Regions from separate parts of the Mus musculus genome. Here region 2 is linked to region 1. Evidence: chromatin contacts called from public HiCAR-type data. All regions are on one chromosome and are shown on one strand. The core of a region is the stretch at or near the end of the contact, and the rest is flanking DNA. Distances in the headings are between cores, read along the strand shown. Region 1 holds the start of Bnip3l (BCL2/adenovirus E1B interacting protein 3-like). Region 2 overlaps Cdca2 (cell division cycle associated 2).

Region 1 (5,759 bases), core at 2,044-4,543:
GAATCAGAGAAAGGTTTCACTGTCTGAAATATATCAATAATTTGGGCTGGAGAGATGGCTCAGCTGTTAAGAGCATGCACTGCTCTTACAGAGGAACAGAGTTGCAGGGCGTGGTGGCGCACGCCTTTAATCCCAGCACTCGGGAGGCAGAGGCAGGCGAATTTCTGAGTTGGAGGACAGCCTGGTCTACAAAGTGAGTTCCAGGACAGCCAGGGCTACACAGAGAAACCCTGTCTTGAAAAACAAAACAAAAAAACAAAACCAAAGGAACAGACAGAGTTCAATTTCCAGGACCCATATCTGTTTGTATTCCAGATTCCAAGGATCTAACGTCATCTTCTGGATGCTATGGGTACCTGCACTCAAGTGGACATACCACAACATAGGTACGTGTACACACACACACACACACACACACACCCCTAAAATAGTCCTTAAGAAATTTTAATAATTTGCTATTAACACTCTGCTGTGGGGCTAGAGAAATGGCTCAACAATTAAGAGCAGTATCTGCTCTTCCAGAGGACCTGGGTTGGATTCCCAGCATGACTTGGAGGCGCACAACCATCTGTACTTCTGTTCCAGGAGATTTGATGTCCTCTTCTGGCCTCATAGGCACCAGGTATGCACATGGTGCACATACATATATGCAGGCACACCCATACACATTAAAACGGACAGACAAACCCTCTGCCATGATCCTTGAACTAAAGATAAAAATCCCAAGCCAGAGATAATCTGTATGTGTTTCAGCTGCTGTTTTCCACAGTTGTGGAACTGCGGCCAGCAAAGTGCTTAGAGTTATCAGCAATTAGGATGGTTTTAGATGTCTGAGTAAGTTGTTTTGCTCATCCAAAAAAAAAAAAAAAAAAAATCACTTGGAAGAATCAATAAAGTTTGTTTTGTTCAATCCAGGGTTGTGTACTAAACTTTAAAAAGCAAACAAAGGCCAGGCAGTGGTGGCACACCCCTTTAATCCTAGCACTTGGGAGGCAGAGGCAGGCAGATCTCTCTGCCTCTGCCTCTGCCTCCCAAGTGCTGAGGTCAGCTTGGTCTACAGAGTGAGTTCCAGGACCGCCAGGGCTACACAGAGAAACCTTGTCTCGAAAAAAAAAACAAAACAAAACAAAACAACAACAACAACAACAAAGCAAGCAAAGTAAGAGGCAAGGACAATAATTAAACCTGGCACCATCGAGCTTTCAGTAACTTTTAAAAGTACAGCTTAATTAGCCCAAGTACAATACTTTTTATCTAGCAGATTTCCCAAAGTAACATCTGGTATCATCTATAGGCTGGAGGGTCTCCAAGAGCCATTGAGAAAACTAAGGAAGAAGCTGGCTGGTCCATGACAAACACCTCCCAGGTCTGTGAGACTTAGGAATAAACAAACATAGCTCAACCCTTTTCAGTTCTGTTGTTAATAAAGAATCCAAGAAAAATGAAAATCCCTTTGAATTTTCCAGACATCTAAGCAGTAAGAAGACGCTGAGCACAACTAACTCATAAAGGCCCAGGCGGAAGATACTCATATATAAGCATGCCAAAAACAAGGGAAGGCTCCCGAAAGCACCCATGGGCCTCAAAAAAGAGCCACAGCTTCTGGAAATAACATGAAGCATGTATTTCTTTAGTCTTTTCATTTCCAAAAATGTATGCTAAAGATGGGTAAAAATTTTAAATTCTGAATTATGTGATTATGAGTAAAATTTAAGGACACACTTGACTAGATCTTTGTAAAAGCCGGCATTTTAGAGAAGTTATCAAATATTGCTTATCAAAATATGGGGCAGGGACAGAGTCTTAAAATTCCTGAATTCTTTGTTCCTTATTTTTTGGTTTTGTTGTTTTCTGACACAAAGTTTTATTCTGGGGACCACGCTTACTACACTTCCCTAGTGCTTGAATGACAGGCAAGTGGCACCACACCTGGCTAAAATACCCAAACGCTCCTGCCACTATCCTCTAGACTCAGTAACAGCTCTTCCCTAAACCGTTCTGGCCACCCTGGAAGCCATCCCTCTTATGAAAGACACTGCCTGACCTTTAAGCATACAAATGGCTTTTAAAGAACTTCATCTGGCCCTGTGACAACTACCACCACCCACTACCTCTTTCATTAAGACATGAAATCCAAACAGAAAGGTTGGGCAAGAAGGTCCGGCGATCTCACAACAACAGCGGACACTCTGGGGACAAGATGTCTGTTTGACTGCAACTGGATCCTGACCATCAACTTTCAATTGCTAGTACCTGTGGCCTGCGTCTGTTGTGTTGTTTACTGTATTTCCTGAAGTTCACTGCAGATTTGGCTGAAATGGACGTGATCCTAGGGCATGTGCTGGGCACCCAATCCATTTAACATAAGAAACAGCACTTGAAAAGTTACTAGTATGGTGGCTGCCGCCTGTCACCCAAGAACTTGGGAAAGTGGAAAGTAGGAGGGATCAGGTCACTCAGCAACACAACGAGTGAGGCCAGCCTGGGCTACATGAGAAGCTCTCTCAAAAAAAAAAAAAAAGAAAGAAAAAGAAAAGAAAAAGCAGTAAAATATGAATTCAAGGTTAACAGCAACAAAAAACTCACTTGAGAAACTTGGGAATTTTCAGACTAAAAAAAAAAAAAAAGATAAATGTCAGGGGCGGAGCAAGCACCCTGCACGAAACTCCGATGACCCCCTGGACCGGCGTGTGGTAGGAGGCGAGCTCCGCAAGCACACCTGCGCGGCCGCACGTCCACCCGCCACGCCCGACCGGTCGCGTCCATCCCCCGGTGTCCCCGCCGCACGTCCCATGCTCCCCCTCCGCTGGCCAGCCTCCGCTTGCCACCCCGAGTTGCGTGCGCCTCCGGCTCCCGACGCCCACCGCGACCCTAAACCTCGGCGCCCAAGGCGCAGGCCGCGAGCCAGCGCCGAGCGCCTGCTCCTAACCGGAGCGCGCCGCTGTCAGTCATACGCACAATCTCGGTCCCAACCAATGAGCTGTCGTCTGCTCCCGCCCACTCCCCCACCACCACCACCAACCCCCCCCCCCCGCCCGCACGGCGGCGGCCGAGCGGCTCCTCCTCCCCCATCCCTCCGCTGAGCCCGGCGGCCCCGTGCTCACTGTTGAGGCCAGCGGGCGGCGGCAGGGGCTGCTCCCCTTCCTCGCAGTTGTTGTTGTTGTTGTGCAAGGGCGGCGGCGGCTCGACTAAGTGAGACATGGTCTGGAGACTGGAAGCGGCACGGCCGCAGGACGACAGTATCCGGCTCTCGAGCAGCAACACAACAAGTCGAGTTCCCCCGCCCCCTTTTCTGCGTCTGCGCAGTCCCTCCCTTCGTGACGTCAGGGCCCTCCCGGACCATGTGATGACAACACAGGCAGCTGGACGGCGGGGTCGGAGCCCAGGATAGGGGGCGTGACCAGGCCGGGCTGGGCGGGGCATTCGCGAGCTGCTCGGGACGTGCGGGTGCGGAAGTCGAGCTGATACGGGCGCCAGGAAAGAATTCCTGCGAGTCAGTCGCAATAGCCGGAAGGGCTGAGCTAGGAAGTTGGCATTGGATTGAGATTAGGGAGGAGTGTGCAGCCCGGAAGCGCGCGGGGCCTGAATGGAACCCCTCCCACGCCTGCAGTATCCACTTAAGAACTCACCCGTGGCTTTAAAGAAGCAGAAAACCCCAGTTCCTCCCCTTAGTGAAACATCCATTTGTGCCTCCCACAGAATACCGTGGGAGGTACCTTGGAGCTAATCACCTTGTTGGAATTTATAACATTTTAATTGCAAAGGTAACATGTAATCACGGTTTAAAAAAAAAATCAATGGCTGGGCGTGGCGCACACTTGTTATTTCAGCTCTTTCTAAGACTGAGGCAGGAGGATTTCGAGTTCCCTGCAGCCTACGCTATCGAGCGACCCATTGCCTTCAAAAACAAATTAAAAGGGAAAAGAAAATACAGATTTACCCAAACCCTGGTTGTTATCTATCTCTGTAAATGCCCTACCTCCTGTACGCTGGTTGCTGACTCTGTTAATGTTCCTAAATACTCCTACGTCGTATCTTTGTCAAGTTTCCTTGACCCGATTTTTGTATAATGTTTTTCTCAATATTGTACTTGCCTTTTAACTTTGCTTTAATTGCAGTTGTTGAATTTTCATGTAATTGTCTTTTTTAAAAATATGGTCTGAGATACCCAAACACGGAAATACTAAATCTAGGACCAGCCAGTGAGATGGTTCTGCCGGTAAAGGCGCTTGCTGAGTAAACCTGCAGACTGAGTTCATTGCCCGGAGCTCCCGGTAGATGGGAAGAAAGCTAACAAAGTTGCCTTCTGACCTCCACCAATGCACCGTGGCATATGCCCTCCCCCTCTAAATCATAAATACAGGCACACACAATAAGTCTTTGTCACTTTGAATTGACATCCAAAAACATGATCTGGAGGGATAGCTTGGGGGGTTAAGCACACTGGCTGCTCTTGCAAAGGACTCAGGTTTGGTTCAAAACACCCACATGACAGCTCGTTCACAGGGCACTCAATGCTGTCTTCCGGCATCTGAGGGCATGAGAAACCCGCATGGTACACAGACATACGTGCAGGCAAACATCCACATGCATTTATAAAACCCCAATTCTCTGGTGAGATGACTCCGGTTAAAGGCTGGGCTGCAGCCCAGAGTTATATACTGAGTTCAATCTCTGGGGCTCACATAGTACAAGGAGAGAACCTACCCCACAAACTGTCCTTGGACCTCCACATGTACACAGTGCCATACACACATAAATAGTGATAAAAATCATCTCTTAGGCCTCCCACATACAGTGTTATATTTATAAAGGCATAATGCAGGTATAAAAACATTCCTCTGGGTCTTCTCATTTTATGTCTAAGTACTTCATGTACCTGAGACTGACTTAACATATAGTGCAAAGTAGGCAAAATAGACCACTCATCTTATTCTCTGACCTCCACAGGCATGCCTCCTCTCAAATACGTAAATAGAAAATTAAAGCAAAAAGACAGATTTTTCAAAAGATCCAACTAGGAATGAAAAGAAACACGCCTCATATTGAGAATGTACTCTTTGGAGCATACTCTGTAAGAATCTTATATCCAGACTAGAAACACTGGGAGCAGGCAAACAAACTGGGTCACATTGTTCTGTTTCTTTCAGACTCTGTATGAACCTTTTATTTGCGTGTATGTGTGTGCATGGGTGGATGCATGTGTACAATCTCCATGACTTGCACCCCCCAAGGCAAGAAGATTGACTGGATTCCTCTGGAACTGGGATCACAGATGGCTATGATACACCATGTAGGTGCCACAGGAGATCCTGAGCCATGGCTCTGGCCCCACCCGAACCTTTTTGATAGTGTGGCTTGCAGTCTAGGCTGGCCTGGGACCCTGCATTGCTTGAGCATGACTTTGGATTCCTCACCCTTTCCTTGTTTCGAGGCTGTTGTGATTACAGGTGTGCACCACCACACCCAACCTAGGTCACCATTTCCTTTCTTTCTTAAATGGATAAAAGTGAAAAGCCAGTTTTTGTTCAATTAGAGATGTGAAAACATGGCTGATAGCCGGGCGGTGGTGGCACCCACCTTTAATCCCAGCACTCAGGAGGCAGAGGCAGGCGGACTTCTGAGTTTGAGGCCAGCTTGGTCTACAAAGTGAGTTCCAGAACAGCTAGGGCTAGAGAAACCCTGTCTCAAATAAACAAACAAACAAACAAAAATACCACCCCCCCCCCAAAAAAAAGAAAGAAGATGGTTGATATAAT
Region 2 (5,759 bases), core at 1,819-4,318, 670 kb after region 1:
GCCTTTATAAGCCTGCCCTACACCATTACTTTGTCTCTTGGAGAAAACAGAGCAGAGTCTTCAGAAACAATGCCCACACACAGTAGTTGCTGAATAAATGCTGGAACGCTGGAATGACTCGGTGCAGGGAAATTGGCCAGTTTAGTAAGAAACAGTTTTCAAATCTTAAGGTTACTTTTTAAGCATGGAATGACAGGTTTCATAGTAAACTAAACTCTAATACTTTATGAAAATAAATGAAACAAATTTATCTTTTGTTAAAAAAAAAGGCAAACCTATTTTTGAACTTTAATTTAAGACAATGTCTAAATAAAGCTAATTATCGTAAACGATGATCAGGGCCCTAAGGTCCTGATGCAAATGAACTCCAGTAAACTTTCACTGGGCTCAAACTTCCAGGGAAGCTGGCCTCCCACCCTTTCTCTGGATGCTTGTACTCCTGACTCATGGTCTCCAAAAGGGAGTGTACTCTGGGTATGATGAAGCACCCCCCCCCCCCAGACTGGTTAACCCTTTGCTTCAGCTAGCTTTTAGTCTATCCCCATAAGTAAACAGTGATAAAACTCACAGCCCAAGGAGAAGAGCCTTCAGGATGCTGTGACACTGGTAAACATCCTGACCAACAGAATAAGGCCCAGACACAGGAGCATGATTTCAGCAAAGGTATTGACACAATTTAATGAACAGATGAGCTTTTAAACAAATGGTGCCTGCTGATTTCCACTTAAACAAAAGGCCACTCCAGCATCTATGGCACACAGAAATGAACTCCAAGTAGATAGAAAACCGAATCAAGAAATATAACCATGAAACTTCTAGAAAAATCTTTGTGCTCTTGATCTGGGGAAATGTCTTTTTTTTATCTTTTTGTCTTTTGAGACAGACAGGAAAAGATTAGAACTCACTAAATATCCTAGGCTACCTTTGAACTCACAATAATTGCTGCCTCTCCAGTGCTGAGATTACTGACATGAAACACCATGCCTGGCTATCCTTAGGACACAAAAGACATGAATCATTAAAGAAAAGAAGAAAAGAAAAATAAATAAATTCAAACTTCAACAAAATGAAAACCTTTTCTTAAAGTGATAATACCAAGAAAACAGACAAAAAAATAAGCCATGGAATGGGGAAAATATTAGTAAGAAAAAACTTAGTAAAGGAGTTGTATGCAAAAATGCAAAAAGTATGCAACAAACTTTCAACTCAGTACTAATAACAAACATCCTGGGTAAGACACCCCAACAGACAAGGGCACAAGGACAGCAAACAGAGGGAAATGTTCGTTACCAGCCACTGAGAGACACAAATCAAGATTCTAGCTCTAAGTAAGTCTCCATGATGAACGGGAATGTGTATTTGTAAAAAGAAACATTTGAACAGTATATAACTTTATCCTTAACAAAGCCCCAAATCTTATAACCTAAATATGCAGAGTGAAGTGACATCCAGCAATAAGCAGGAACCATTTACAACATGGAACACAGATAAATCTCAAAAGCATTATGCTGTTTAAAACATAGGCACAAACGATTGACCAATCAATCAATCATCTGAGATTCCTTTTCTGTGACATTCTAAAAAAAGCAAAAAGTACAACTGAATTCAAATCATTAGCTGTAAGAGCTAGGGGTGAGGGTTGGGTTGTCAGACATGATATTACTCTGACGTCAAGGTGGTGTGTAACCATATACATTTTCCAAAGTTCAAACAGTATGTTCTTTTCAAAAGGTCAGCATTTGTAAGCTGGTTTACTTGAGATGCTAGCTCTATGTCAGAGGAACTTTCCAGAATCTACAGAAGAGAATCTAGCTATCACTTCAGCTCTGTCATCAACTCCTAGAACCAAAAAGAAGGAAACAACTCACATCCTCATTTGTCCAAAGGCAATAATTCCACATAAGGCTGAGAGACTGAGGGCAACAGGGCTGTCCTCAGTAACACTGACAGTCATGAGACTCTGTGGAGTAGAGGCTGCAAATTAACATCTATCTATCTATCTATCTATCTATCTATCTAATGTATCCATACATACGTAATACATGTGTGTGTGTGTATGCATGCATGTATAGACAACACTGGCAAACCACACTTGATGGGCACAAGATGTCTGGAAGAGGCATGACAGCTGAGTTTCTGTACACAGAAAGTTGTTTATACTTCATTTAAATTATTTGTCCTCTGATTTCCCCACACATACTCATCAATTTCTGATAAAAACTGAGGGAAAATATAAGAGAAGTTCAAGCCACAGTAGGTACAAGCAGCCCTGGCCTTCATGTTTGCCCAGGGAAGGAAAATTGCAGGAACCACACTGCCATCTTCTGGAAGAAATGAGAATATCTGCAAGGACAGAATCAAGGAAGACCAGAGACAGTCTAAGGTAAGCATCCAGGGTTAGCTACTTCTAGAAAAAAAAAGATTTAAAGCAAAGAAATAGCATTTTCGGTTTACCATTAATGAAAAGACATGAGGGAGGGGATGGATGTAGCAACTGTGATCAGACACAGAAGTTAACTTTACACTAAGCATCTGATACGGGCGAGATATGGTAGATTAGGCCCCTTAATATTCTTTAAGAAACTAAGGCAGTGGTTCTCAACCTGTGGGTCACAACCCCTTTGGGGATGAACAACCCTTTCACAGGGGTCACCTAAGACCATTGGAAAACAAAATTTATGATTCACAACAGTAGCAAAATTAGCTATGAAGTAACAAGACATTAAGAATTGTATGGTTATGGGGGCGGGTGACCACAACATGAGGAACTGTATTAAAGGGTTGCAGCACTAGGAAGGTTGAGAACCACTGGTTTAAGGGACGTCTATAAATATCAGCCAAGCCATTCATTAATAATGAAACATTTTAGAATGAACATAATTTGTCGAGTGGACTTACAGTTTTACTGTAGGTACCAAGTTGACATTAGACAAACTGAACCACAATCAGCCAGAACTTTGAGAATCGAGTTTGTAAACTGTTGCCCATCAGATGCAGCTGAGTTAACAAAGCCGTAACAGAGAAAGAGGCAAATAGCAATCAGTGAACACTAAAACTGTCCTGAGAGCCTAAGGCCTTTTACACATGCTGCTAAGTCTGGGTTTGGGACTCTCCACCCTTTTTAAAACTCACTCAACCTAAAACATTTCTAAACAAGTTAACTCGTTCTCTTTTTGGTGTGTTTAGTGGTCCTGACTTAGTGACTACACACACAGGAGAGAAAAGCACATAAATGATTTTGTAGAGATAAAAGAAAGTTTTGGACAAGTCGCCCCTGAGCAGAAGAAGTTGGGGCTCACTTTGCCTGTTAATGTAAAATACATCAGTCCTTCCCGGCAGGGGCTCCAGACCTGGCGGTGCCAAGGCGGTAACAAATAGCTCCACCTCTGAGGGGGAAATGGGCCGCCCAGCAGGAGCTTTCTTCCCTGGTGTGTTATTTATAGGGAGCTCTATTTGTTAACATGTTTCTGCTATCAGGCTGAAGGACAGCTAATGATTTAAAGGATTTCTGGGGCCATTGTTTAATGATAAGATTTGCAGATTCTAGGTCTACTGGTGGTTTAGATATTTAAATTGCTGCCACCGAGACTAGGAGGTTGTAGAAGGCTTAGCGCTGAGGGAGCAGGCAAGCAATAGACTAGATATTAGGATACAAAGTTCAAGTGCAGGGAGACGCTTAGAAGAAATCGGCAACTACACCAAGCTTCATGTGGGTAAACACATTTCCTGGAGCACTTCTAAGTTTCTACTTCTCAAATGTAAACGTAACAGGAAACAATGAATGAAACTCAGATTACCTGTGACCGATTTGAACAATCTGGAAGGATGACTGCACAGTTATGTTTAATTACATATTCATTTACAATAGTTTCTCTATAGAGTTCCAGTCAATGAATTAAAATTTCAAATACAGGGCCTCATTGTCACTTAATTAGCAAAGGAAAACTCTGATTTGAGACAGACAATGAAGTCATCAAAGCTGGTCAATTTAACCCAAAGAAAAGAATAAGTCATTCTAAAGGTCCTTTTCCAGAACAGCCAAAGCCTTTAGTGGTAAATGGTAAAAGGAATAAAACTGCAGAAACACATTGCTGGATCTAGAAAGGAATGCTTTAACAAAACAAAGGCAAAACAAAAAGACAAACAAATATATTTAGAGGGAGAAGAAAGAAATTAATGTATTTCTACTTAAAGTCATCATAACTCAAATGATTTTTATTAGAAATGTGCAATGCACTGAAGCGGCCTACAGGAAGCTGGGTCCTCTTCCCTAAGAGCCAATGCCAGGTGGGATTGTCTGTTCCTGCCTTTGTTCTCCTGGGCCCAGCCCCCTCAGGGCAGCTGAGCGCTTTCTCCCTTGAGCGAGGGTTTTCTCTTGCAGTCTGGTGGCTGGGTGGCACTGTTAGCATCTGTGAGGGTAGACCCACAAAGGCTTCTCCTCTTCCTAGGTAGCGCAGAAGAACCAACACCCTGGCTCTCACTGCCCGAGACAGCGGGCAGCGGCCCTGGGTTTTGTCCTGAGGATATGGTCTCTTCTTTGGAGGATGGACATTCAAATCCCCTGCTGTCTAAGGTGCAGATCGTCATTCTCCTTCTGGGCTTCTGCAAAGTGGAAGGACTTGGAGACAGCCACACAAGCCCTGTATTTTCCAAGTCTCTCTGGAGCCTTGTGCTGCGTCTCACCTTGGTTTTACTGCTTGTTCTCTGAAAGCTTTGCTCTATGGTGTTAGACAGCTCTTCAATCAGCTGCACGCTTTCTAAACTAATTTCCACAAAGTTTTCCCCACTGCAGGAAGACGCAGGGTTCCCATTTTGTTCCAGGTATGAACTCTGACCCCCACAACACACTGTGCGTCTTCTCCATTTCCTCTCTCTCCCACTGCCAGGGCTGCCATTCCCTGCACATTTCCTTCCCACATTCTCACTGTGGCTTGCGGGTTCTTTTATATTTTGAATGAGGACATCTTCTGAACAGTTAAGGTCTCTTTTTGAGTCAGTAGAGACAGGGCTGCCCTGCAGACTCCCCTGTGGAGCTAAGCATTCACTCTCTTTCTCACACTTTAGATTCATACTTTCTGAAACAATAAGGATCTCACAAGGATTTTCCAAATTTTGACCAGCCTTGAAAAGGTCCTGGCTCTGAGGGCTGCCCAGAGGTTTTGGATTCTTGGACACGATGTGATCTTGGGTCACAGAAGCCCGAGGCACAAGACCGCTTTCCATCTTGGTCCCGGGTTTTGGCTCCTTTGCACTTTGACACTTACTCTCCGCTCTGGTGTTCCCTTCACTGCCTGTGTCTCTGGTACTGGCATTTGGCCCTCGCTCAGAAGCAGTAGTGAGAGGCAACAGGTAGCAGCACTTGTCAGAGACCTGAGACTGATGATGAGCTGGGTCCAGCTCAGGCGAATCTGCCTTCTGTGGTAAGCGTCTCTTCCGTTGTGTGGGAATTTCAAACGAGTTCACTTCTTCCAGCTGACCACATTTGTTGAAATCATCTACGGGCATATAAGCACACTTAGAGTCAATTACAAAGGAACAGTGCAATGCCTGTCAAATGAGCAGTGTTTCATAGACATACATGCGCTCGCTATAATACGGTCGTTTTCAGCTTTCAGAACTTACACAGCCTACACTCATCACACGGTTCCTGTCCTCATCTGTCACTTTGTCCCTCTTACTGGCCCAGCCCACAGGTTAAGAAAACAAGTGTTCAACGCATGAATTAATACAGCACACAACTTCAGACTAGGAAAACGAGA

Evidence for each region. HiCAR-type assays count read pairs that join an accessible place to other places.
Region 2: a HiCAR-type map of embryonic stem cells shows a contact between it and region 1, with 5 times the contacts expected there. The contact joins the enhancer-like site here to the promoter of Bnip3l in region 1. A contact is called at or near these places in 12 of 39 promoter capture datasets (the 3T3-L1 cell line, 3T3-L1-derived adipocytes, the C10 cell line and 7 more), 3 of 484 Hi-C or Micro-C datasets (granulocyte-monocyte progenitors, nephron progenitors and stem cell-derived neural stem cells), 2 of 115 datasets of contacts at active chromatin or transcription factors (astrocytes and embryonic stem cells) and 1 of 9 other capture datasets (adipose tissue).

The regions. Positions count from the first base shown.
Region 1 is chr14:67,005,584-67,011,342 of GRCm38.p6, forward strand. It overlaps Bnip3l (BCL2/adenovirus E1B interacting protein 3-like), which reads right to left and starts at 3,294. Exons shown (of 6, transcript NM_009761.3): 1 at 3,105-3,294. The coding sequence starts at 3,201.
Region 2 is chr14:67,672,528-67,678,286 of GRCm38.p6, forward strand. Cdca2 (cell division cycle associated 2) reads right to left here. Exons shown (of 15, transcript NM_001110162.1): 15 at 3,827-5,495. The coding sequence ends at 4,333. Among named protein-coding and RNA genes, the nearest start is that of Cdca2, 40 kb to the right of the region's middle. Within about 2 kb of position 3,069, at least 15 of the 459 cell types and tissues checked have an H3K27ac peak or open chromatin away from gene starts, as enhancers often do. A contact at or near this core is called in adipose tissue and embryonic stem cells, where this site is marked.